Regions from separate parts of the Mus musculus genome. Here region 2 is linked to region 1. Evidence: chromatin contacts called from public Hi-C data. All regions are on one chromosome and are shown on one strand. The core of a region is the stretch at or near the end of the contact, and the rest is flanking DNA. Distances in the headings are between cores, read along the strand shown.

What was found. A called contact is a pair of places that touch in the nucleus more often than the background predicts.
Region 2: a Hi-C map of liver shows a contact between it and region 1, with 2.6 times the contacts expected there. The contact joins two enhancer-like sites. A contact is called at or near these places in 27 of 484 Hi-C or Micro-C datasets (the AML12 cell line, B cells, CD8 T cells and 20 more), 6 of 115 datasets of contacts at active chromatin or transcription factors (acute myeloid leukemia, bone marrow-derived dendritic cells, embryonic stem cells and 2 more) and 4 of 9 other capture datasets (adipose tissue, embryonic stem cells, liver and 1 more).

The regions. Positions count from the first base shown.
Region 1 is chr3:83,931,779-83,937,684 of GRCm38.p6, reverse strand. Tmem131l (transmembrane 131 like) reads left to right here. Exons shown (of 35, transcript NM_172681.4): 14 at 93-263; 15 at 1,619-1,688; 16 at 2,748-2,865; 17 at 4,821-4,962; 18 at 5,853-5,906. Among named protein-coding and RNA genes, the nearest start is that of Tlr2, 93 kb to the right of the region's middle. Within about 2 kb of position 1,499, at least 3 of the 459 cell types and tissues checked have an H3K27ac peak or open chromatin away from gene starts, as enhancers often do. A contact at or near this core is called in liver, where this site is marked.
Region 2 is chr3:84,104,766-84,109,854 of GRCm38.p6, reverse strand. Mnd1 (meiotic nuclear divisions 1) reads left to right here. Exons shown (of 8, transcript NM_029797.3): 6 at 4,806-4,920. Among named protein-coding and RNA genes, the nearest start is that of Gm30458, 46 kb to the right of the region's middle. Within about 2 kb of position 3,499, at least 8 of the 459 cell types and tissues checked have an H3K27ac peak or open chromatin away from gene starts, as enhancers often do. A contact at or near this core is called in liver, where this site is marked.

The DNA.
Region 1 (5,906 bases), core at 250-2,749:
CTAAACCATAGAGCAAATTTACCATTCTACTATCATGAGTTTAGTCATAGCGAGTGCGAGGAAGCAACTTCTCCTGCTTCTTTTCTTTGCAGGTTCTGAGTTTCCGAGGCCCTTTATTTCTACCCCCAGGCTGTTGGAATATATTTTCTCTGAAGCTTGCTGTTAAAGGCATTGTCTTAAACCTGTTCACCAATGTATTTCTGACTACAAACACAGGTGCCATTTTTGCAATACCTCTGCAGATTTTCTCGGCCCCAACCAAGGTATTGTGCCCAATGCCATGTACTGTAGTGCCATTTAGCAGTCAGAGTTGCCTTGTGTCCCCTGTGCTAAGTTCTTCTTTAAGACTATCTAAGAAATGTAAGATACTACCAAGCCAGTCTTACGTGGTAGACTTGCTTAGATGTGAAATCTTGATTTAGAGAGGTTATTTTTCTCAGGAAGTAGTGATTATTTAATAAAATACGTCATCATCAGAAGATTGATCAGTTTCCTTCCTCTGTGCTGCTGAGGAGCAAGCCCAGGGGCCTGCGTTGCCAGGCAGAGGCTCCTGTCTGTCTCCAGGCAGAGGCTCCTGTCTGTCTCCAGGCAGAGGCTCCTGTCTCCTGTCCCCAAAGCTGGAAAATAGCATTTGCTTACCATAGAAAGTACAGGTGAACTTGTAGTACATGTTTATTGGGACTTCAGTTTAAATCAGTTTATTAGGTGTTTTAAATTGATTTAAGTGGTTCTTAGTTGTTCAGTCTGAAGCCTAAAAGGTTATGAGGGAATTCTTCCTAATTATCTGGGCAAATTGTGTTCTATTTAGATTATTTTAAGCATGTCTCATTTTTTCTTAATGTTTATTTTCATTTAGTTACTGCTTCCTTTGAGCCAAGCTATTCTGTATAACACTGAGTTCTGATTTTTCACAATGAGACATTCATGCAATCATCTTTATGGTTTTTTTTCCTCACTTATTAGTGTTGATGTTTTACAGTTAGAAATGCCTCACCCTTAGCTGAGGGTGTTAAGGTAGGACTTGACACACCTATTCAGTAAGAGTATGAGGGTCATTCATTTAGTCATATTTTGAGCAGAAGGGATTTCCTAAAAAATATCTATTTCCAATTTCCAATCAAGAGATGCGTATAAGAACAGTGACTAAAGAGGTGGGGCAGGAGCAGATGGAAGTAGGACATAAGCACTCTCCAGACCTGGAGGAGGCCGCTGCAAGTTAGCAAGTCTGGCATAGCCTGTCTAGAAGAGGAGAGGAGAGTTACAGACAAGCAGAATCCAGACCCACCAGCAATGGTCTGCGTCTGATTCCCATGGTAGCTTGATGTCTTGTGGGTCCACCGGTTGTAGTCTAGTCACTGACGGTTGTACAGAAGCCACTGTAAGTTGTTATTGTAGACACTGATGATTGTCCAGAGGGCATGGTAGTGACTCTGGGCGGCTCAGCCCAGACACCTCAGAGCTGACAAAGGGATAAAGAAATTGCTTCTTAGTTGTTTGGCTTCTGGTTAAAGGGGAGTCCTTTGAGGTAGAGGCCAATGTCCGCTTTGTATCTTAGTGTTTAGGATTTGTATGCTGAGTGTTGTGTTGTAAGTTATTCATATGTTACTTTTCAATCTAGGAAGGGAGTCTGGGTTTTGAAGTGCTAGCACATTGTGGCATGCATTATTTCATGGGAAAGTCAAAAACAGGTAAGTGGTTTGCTTTAGGGTCTCTGTAGCACTGCAGTTCGGGGGGACTGGAAAGCACTCAAAGAAGTTAGCGTTTGGAGATGGAATGAATTAATAATTAATCCTGTTAAAGTGATTGCGTCATACTGGATGCTGAGAGAACGTGATCATTGACAGTCAGAATGACCTGAAATTGTTGGTCACCCTCCAGACTCAGGAGGGGTCCTTGGAGAAGCAAGCATGTCCTCTTTTTCTTATGTAGCTTGTGCTTTTGTGAGAGATTACAAAGTAATACTGTTTGGTCGTAACGGCCTTATCACCAGGAAAAACTGGGCATCGGGGATTCTTCTCTGAAAGCTGATAGAAGTCAGACATTGGGAACTGCATCTGCAGTCTCTATGCATCAGCAGGGGCCTGGTGTGGCATGAGAACGGAGGCCTGGATACTTGAGTTGGAAGATGTTCCTGGGTTTTGGTTTATTTTTATTTTTGTATTTTGACTTACTGAGATTTCTGATGTAAGGAGAGTTATAGCATAAACTTAGCCTTTGGGAAAACCCCCTTTTTCTCCCCAGCATCCCAGTTAGACAGGCTAGGGCAGATGTATGGAGGTGACGTAATCATAGCCCAGTTGGTGAAGATGTGTTGTAGAGGACCAAGCCCCTGGCCTGGGCCCGCTTTTGAGAACCACTGTTTGTCCCTCCACATCTCAGGCCCACATAGTACCCTGAGAGATGCAGCGGGCCACCGGTGTTTCCATGGATGCAGCTGTGCACTTTAGATCCATGATTTTGAAAATGCTGCTCACATATTTTTGATTTGTCTCAGGCTGCATCATGAGCCATGTGTCTTTTACGTTATTGCCTTCACATGATTTGCTTTAGTTTAGTTTTGTTTTTTTACATGTTTGTTTAATTTGATGTTCTCATGTGTCATGAGTTAGCAGGGCCTTGGGGGGGAGCTACAGATGTTACCCTCTCCACTGTCCTCATAGTTTGTGAAGTTTGGCCAGCCCTTGGCATTACTTACTAACTTAATTGTACGTTGTAAATCTAAGTTTTGAATTTGATCTAACTTTTAGAAAATCCTAATTGGGAAAGAAGCCTTTCTCTGGATCGGTCCACCTGGGACATGGATTCTGAACTTGCAAATAAGCTGTATGAAAGATGGAAGAAATATAAAAGTGGCGATGCTTGCAGGTACGTTCCTGCTCAGCAGGGAGCAGTCACCGCTCCACAGCCCAGTATGCTCCAGACTGTTAGGGACTGGCCAAGCTGGCAAGCCTCTGACGCTCTGGCAGCGCGTCACAGTGGGTCTTCCTCAGCTGTTCCTCGGCCAGTTGCTCATCAGCTGTTAAGACTTTTCAGTTTTCTGTATTATTTCTGGGTTTATGCATGTGTGCATGGTCACTGACCTTATTATTTTTTTTTTTCCTGAGCTGTTTGAAAATAAGCAGTGAATGTCCTCCCGGAGCCCTCAGTTCCGTATTGGGGAAGTCTTTCCAGCCACCGCACTGAGGCTCTCAGGACTCCATTAGGAAAGGACCGGAGAGTACTCTTTTGTGTAACGTTAGCACTTCAGCCAGCAGTTGGACAATAATCTATCATATGCAGTTCATACTAAAAGTCCCTTATAATACCTGTTGCAGGACCCTCACCCCCACCCCCACCCTGTTTTCCTTTGTTTTAATTCAGGATCATTCAGGGCTATACCTTCTTGTTTTATTTCTGTACCTTACAGAATAGAGCCACATCTGTCTTCAGTTTTTATCATGTTGACGAACTTTTGAGTCTAGGCTGGTTGTCTTATAGAAAAATCCCACACTGTGGGGTTCCTCAAGTTTACATCTATTTTACGGAGACTACTGAGTCCCTGCTGGTGTTGTGTTGTTATGGCTATGCCACATCAGGAAGCTACACAGATGTCTTTCTGTCCAGTGGCATCGTTAATTTACAGCATTTGCTTTAGGCAATGCACTTGGCAATTCAGTAGTCTGATATATAAACGTGCTGGTCCCTAAGACCGCATCATGGCTGTAGTGTTCATGGACAAGCTGTGTGTCAGTGGATAGTGACTGAAGTGGGAAGGCTGAGGATTAGTTCATGTGGGCCCCCTTTGTTACCACATACTGTGCTTTTAAAGCCACCTTTGAGCATCACCATAGTTTCCAATTTATGTGTGTACTTTATTTCTGTCATCATTTGTCAGTTTGCGAGTGGGATACGTGTGTGAGAGTGTATGTGTACACACCTGTTCACATATGCAAAACATGTGTGAGAGTATATGTGTACACACCTGTTCACATATGCAGAACATGTGTGAGAGTATATGTGTACACACCTGTTCACATATGCAAAACATGTGTGAGAGTATATGTGTACACACCTGTTCACATATGCAGAACATGTGTGAGAGTATATGTGTACACACCTGTTCACATATGCAAAACATGTGTGAGAGTATATGTGTACACACCTGTTCACATATGCAGAACATGTGAGAGTATATGTGTACACACCTGTTCACATATGCAGAAGCCTGAGGAAGATGCGGTAGGGTAGTGTCTTCTGTCTCTCCACCTTTCCCCTTGAGACAGTCTCTCACTGAACTTAGAGGTCATCATGTTTTGGTACTCAGAGCCCCAGGTGTGCTTTTGCAATGCCCAGCGGCTTCTGCGGCTGCCAAGAATCCAAACTTAGTCCCTCACACTCAGCATGCACTCTGCCGAACCTCCTCCCCTACCCCATCATTATTAGTTTTGATGGTGAATTCCAAGTTCACTGTAGCTGTCCTTCAGGGCAGTTGTGTGTCTCTGATGTGGTGCCAAAATAGCAGCCATTCTCTGAACACTTGCTTGCTTTCTAGTAAAACAGGTTTTTCTGTTTGAGTGTGTGTGCTTATGTGTGCTTGTGTATGTGTTTAATGTCAGACATTGAACCTGGGGCATGTAGAACATGTGCTCAGCTCCGGATGACATCACCAGGCCTCTAGGATCAGTTGAATACTCTGTCTTTCCAAATTCTACCGTTTTCCAAGAGTTCTGTTCCTTATAGGGGGTATTTAGAATCTCCTTCTTCCTCTTCCCCCTGAATGTTGAGGTGGTTTTTCATAAGCACTTATTATGACTATTCTTTTTTCTTTGTCAATTACACAGAAGAAATGTTTTGGGAATGTCTCAGTTTGCATTTACAAAGAAATCCAAGGAGACAGAGCCGTTTGTCTCCTTTTTGCCTCGTGTGGTCCCGGAACCCAACCTTGTGTTGAACTTCAGTGCCACCGCCCTCAGGAACAGTGCGGTAAGGATAGTGCAGCTGGGTGCCTTTGTCAGTGACGCCAAGCCTGTGGCTTTCAGGTCCTTATACCTGGAAGTTTGTTTTAGAAGAAATTAATTGAAATTCACACATGATCACCAATGATCATGACACTGAATAGGGATCTCACAGGGACAAGAGGAGGAACTAAGTTCACATCCCTCGAACAGAGAAATGTTGATTGGATGTGAGCTTTGTAAGACAGTGTCTGAGAGGAGCGAGCATTCAACATTTGGAAGACACCAGCTGAAATAGGTTTCTGTGTCGTTGAGAGATGCTGAGCCGAAGGAAATCTAGAGGGAGCCAGGTTGCTCTGTGATGCCACCTGGGCTGTTGAGTCATCTTTAGTGTGTTGGCTTTCCCCCTCATGGGCTTGTGTCTCCTAGTCTGGGTGACAGGACAAGGCAAAGGAGAACACGCTGAGGACAGTGCATACCAAGTCAGAGTTCACACTGCCCTGTGCTCACTGAGGCTCCCTTGCTGCTATTTGGCTTAACTTTTAAGTTCAAGAAGGAATGCCCAACTGCCCCTTACAGGATTCATTACATGTTTATGTTTATTTATTTAACTGTGCACGCATGAGTGTCCAGTGGCCATCAGAGGGCTACTCTCGGGAGTGAATTCTGTCTTTTCACCATGTGATATTAAACTGACTCTATGAGGCTTGATGACAAGCATCTTCGCCCCAAGAGTCCTCAGTGTTTAATGTGCCACACATTTCTGGCCATTCCTCCTCTCCTCTGACAAATGTGTGGCTTGGTGAAGCACTCACTGGCTGTTAGACATTGGGCTGTTCCTCCTCTGACTGACTGTATGCTCTTTTGGCAGGAATATTTAAGAGGTTGCTATGTTAACCCTCCTCTCCTCACATCTAGGTGAAGTACTTTGTGGTGAGGAACCCGACTCCCCAGCCTGTCTCCCTGCAGTTG
Region 2 (5,089 bases), core at 2,250-4,749, 170 kb before region 1:
GCCTGCAGAAGGCTGAGACAAAGGGATATGGATGGGATGGGGGTAGGGGTATGGGTAGTGGAGGCTGTAGGAGATCTGCTTGATCAGATGGATATGGGGGCAGAGAGGAACCTAGAACTTTGTACTTGTACTCTACCACTGGGCTACACATGTCCCTAGCCCAACCTGTTTCACTATTAAAAGTGCAATATGTGCTTTAATGTGCTACCAGAGATTTTGTATTTTAGAATCAGGTACTTTCTAGCTTCCTCTTTATTTTAACAATGGAGTTATAAAAATGTTTTAAGTCAAGTGTGGTGGTTCATGCCCATAATCCTAGCACTTAGAAGGCTGAGTCTGGACGACATAATGAGTTCCAGGCCAGCCTGGAATATGGTGTGAAACGTGACTCAAAACAAACATACAAATGACAGGGAATATAGCTAAGTTGGTAGAACTTTTGCTTAGCGTGTACAAAACCATGGGCTAAGCCCCAGTACTGCATAAACCAGGGGTAGTGCTTGCCTGTAAGCCCAATACTCAGGAGGTCCAAAGTTCAAGGTCATTCTCAGCCTCATAGGAAGTTCAAGTCTGGCATAAGGAGACTCTAGTTCAAAACAACGGTAACTGAAAGAAACAAAGGGAGGGAAGAGAAGAAAGACAAATATTGAATAAATTCTCTATATTTTAACATTAAATATCAGCACAGACTACTAAACACTGCACCTTAGCCTCTGTTCCTGTTGCTTGATTGTGAAAGGGAGCAATCTGGAAATGTTCTGCACTACAGAAAGGACTGTGTCACAGTTTATAGGGAGTATGTGCTTCCACATTTACTTCAGATTTATTCTTTCATGTTAGTTTTCAGCAGTCAGAGATAGAAATTGGAGGACAGTAATTTTCTGTATACTGTTTAAGGGAAGGTCAACTCTTGGCATCACCCAGACCTGCTATTTCTGCAGTTGATAGTAGTAGTTGCTGCTTCTTTGTTCCATTTCTTTTTTTCCTTAACACTGGCAGTAGCTGAGAGAAGCACCTACAATGAGTAGTGGCATTGGCATGTCTGCAAATTGTCAGCCAGGCTACCGAGTATGAGTCAATCCATGTAGACGGTAGAACTGGGAGTAGGGAGGCCTTCTGTCAAGCCACAGCAGAGCTTTCAGCCAGCAGAAGAGTATAGTAATTCAAAAAGGCTCCTAAGAATGTCTTAAGACAGGAAGTACTCTATTGAGGTTTTGTCTTTTATTGTCTATTGTAATACTAAGTGTGGGCCCCCAAGAGTCTGAAGTCTGCATGTAGCCCCTGTGACCCTGTCCCACGTTATTTCTGATTGGTGAATAAAGATGCCAACAGCCAAAAGTTGGGCGGATACCTAGTCTCCATATTATCAGAATCTACTTTCCTATTGAACCCCAAATTATTGCTTACTATATTTCATCTGACTGCTCTTAACTCCATTTGGCTAGCCCACAGGGCTACCTCTTTATGACTCATCTAACCCATGGCAGCTTCTCCTTCTCTCTCCTGTACCTTCACCTTGTTCCTCTTCTTCCTCTTCCTCATCTGACCTCAAGCCCTGGAAACTGAAACCTCACCTATGTCTCTTCTGCCCAGCTATTGGCTGTTGGCAGGTCTTGGGGGCTGCACTTAGCATTACAATAGACAATAAAAGACAAAACCTCAACATTCCCACTTTTAGTCCAATAAAGGACTCAGTTCTCTCAGCGACTATGACAAGTATGCAAATTATTAGGTAGGATATATACTTGTAACATCTGGTTCATCATATTTGGCAATTTAGATGAAGTGTTTTATCGTCTATCCTAAGTTAAAGGGTTTATAATTCTGTACCTCAATCATGTTTGATTTTTAACTTATATTACCATCTGAAAGCCATCCTTTTAAATCTAGAACTTCTTTAATGCTAAACAACATAAATTCAATTATGAGACTATAACTAGTCTTCAACCCCGTCAGAGATTTAAAAAGGAATATATATTCAAATATATATTGCAGGTATGCAGTATGCAGGAGCATAGCTTCCAAAATTTAAACAGTTGGCAGAGACAGATGACTTCCTGGACAGTCCCCAATGTTCCTTACAGTGTTCGAACATCTATCTTCAGCTTTCTGGCCCAGAACATCTGAAGCAGGAATTATGAATGACTAGCTTACCCTGCCTTAGCAGAGCTTAGCAGTCGACTATCCTGCACCTGTTTGTCCTTTTTGGACAGCATTCTATCTGTAGATGAAATTAGGGCTTTTTTTTTTTTTTTTTTTTTTTTTTGGCCAGTGACTAGCTGTCACAAATGAAGCAACACTTCATGGAAGTATTTGTGCTTAACATCTTCTTTGAAGTGGAATGGGGTACTGTCAGAAGCAGATCTGTTTTGTAATCAAAAGATCTTTTAATAATGAAATGGTTTTAAATGCTATATTCTGTGGATCTGTGACACATTTAAAGACCATCTATCCATATGTAGCATAACTGAATTGTTAAACATTGATTATTTTTAGCTATTTACTATGTGAATAACCTTGAAAACATTTTATTGTATGTAACTAAATTAGAATTAGTCTAATCTGACCATGAAGGTGCAGGAGGGAGATAGAGAAGCCACCTGAGTTAGATGAGCCATAAAAAAAAAAAACATGGTTCTGTAGGCTAGCCAATTGGAGGTAAGAGCAGCTCAGATCAAATATAGCAATAGTAAGTAATAATTCAGGGTTATGAGTAGGAAAGTAGATTCTGATAACATGGAGGCTTGGTAGTTGCTCAGCTTTTGTGCTGCTTAAGCCTTATTAAAAATATAAAGGCTGTTTATGTTTTTTTTTTTTTTAATCTGGGAACTCAATAAGCAAAGGCGGGGCTGGGTTTAAATAATTTCTATAACAGTACTCACCCTGTCTGTTAGAGATCAGTCACAGCAATGCTGCTGAAGAAGTAGCTACACCGGGTACATTGTCAGGTACTTTCCAAGTGCAGTTTGTTTGCCAACAGTTTAAGAGGTGACTGCCATTCCTATCACTAGTTCTGTATTTGAGGAACTAGAAGCACGAAGGCATTGAATACCTTGGCGGAGGTTCCTGCACTGGTGCCGTCTAGGCTGTCTTCACATCCAGTGCCTGCAGAGCTGTCATTGCACTCACATGGGTGTTCTCCCTCTGCTTCTCTTCTCTTCACTAGCCTTCCCTTTTCCTCTTTCTTCTGTCAAAGAATGGATCATCTGGGCTTAGATAGCAAGGAAAGACCATTCCGTTACATCCTACTTAGCCTTAAATTTATTTCTCTGAGCTGTGTCAATGTGGCATTTACTAATTATATTTACCCATTTATATTTAAGTCATGCATAGTTCAGTTTCTCAGTCATAGCTACCATCATGGCACACATGTGTCTAATGACCCTGTAGTGGAGAGTGTAGAGCTAGGATGTCCCCACCATGCAGGGCTCTATGGGCTGGGCTGTTCTAGAGCATCTTACCGTCTAGACAGCAACAGCAGCAGCAAAGCCAAAGCTAGAGAACAAGGAGAAAGTGCAGGGTGGCAGGCAGGGAGCCTTGGGCCAGTTCCAGGCAGGCCATTTGAACTTTGACTTTTGCCTTAAATTTATCTGAGAATCTTTGCCAGCTTTGTGTGAAATTATTTTTCAGATTTCACAAACGTTAGTCACACAGTTGTAGCACCATGGCATCTCTGAGTTGGTGAAGCCTCTGCCTGAAATGTCACAGGGTACCTGTCTGTTGGCTCATGCTATTTAAAAGCCTTATGCTGTTCCCCTTGAAAGAAAAATGGCAGGAGGCCATTTCTGATCCCTTTAAATATTTATAAAGGTTAATCATTTAAAATTGAAAAGAGCTCTAGAACTTTTTTTCAAACACTCTTTAAAGGATAATTGCTTAATGACTGATGTTGACAGAAACTGTGACTTACATGAGTTAGCACAAGCCATGAAACTACCCAAAAAGTAGTGCGAGTTTTCCCCTGATGTATGGTAGCATCATCACCTTTGAGTTCATCCATGTTAACCATCTGTTCCTGTCTGCTTACAATTATTACACTCAACATATTTATTTTATTTAATTATTCAGTATCTATGAAAAGCACTTGAGATTTCAGCAAAGGATGAGAACTAGGCTTATTATACTGTTCACATGTGTGAGGACAAGCACACCTCAGTTTCCACAGCGGGAGTGGCTCCTAGACCTTGTGAGATACTAAAATCTGGATGTTCAAGTTCGTTATTTTAAAAAAAAAAAATGGGCAAGTGAGGCTCCCCAGGTAAAGGCTTTCCAAGCCTGACAGCCTAAATTCAATCCCTAGGACCCTCGGGATGGAAGGAGACCTGGCTCTTGCAAGTTCTCTGATATCACACAAATAATAAATAAATTAAAATGCCAATTATATGTCTTTGTATAATACATTTATGCAAAATGCATATTTAGATATAAATGTAATACATGTCTACAAGATGGCATAATAGCTGCTTATAGTTTTTATAATAATCTTTTAAGTAATATCTAGATTACTTATAATTCCTACTACAACAGAAATGCTCTGTAAACATTTGTTATGTTGTATCATTCAGAGGGTGAGTGCATTGAGAGAAACTTCTGTACATGTTTAGTACAGGTGGTGGGGGTTGCCTTGTTTTGTTGTGTTTTTTAAGTAGTTTTGATAGTGGATAATTGGATCTTCAGATGCAGAACCCATGGACACTGAGAACTGAGTAGATAAATATAGCATGTCAAAACATGTATTTTTGAAATTTATTACTTCATTACACATAAGATTTGGCCTAACTGTACATGAAATCCTTTAAATCCAGGAAGAACGAGCCATGCTTGCAAAAGAACTTTCTTCATTTCGAGACCAAAGGCAACAACTTAAGGCAGAAGTGGAAAAATATCGAGAATGTGACCCACAGGTTGTGGAAGAGATACGTAAGTTTGCATCATAACTTGAGCATCTTTAATTTGGTAACTGGAGACTTTGCATCTCTACTTTCCCGGAACCATCCTTTCCTTGTTTATGAGAAGACCGTCTTCCTCCTAAGCCACTTCAGTGCTGCGTGAGCAGCTATCTAACAGAAAGACACTGCCTTCCGCATGA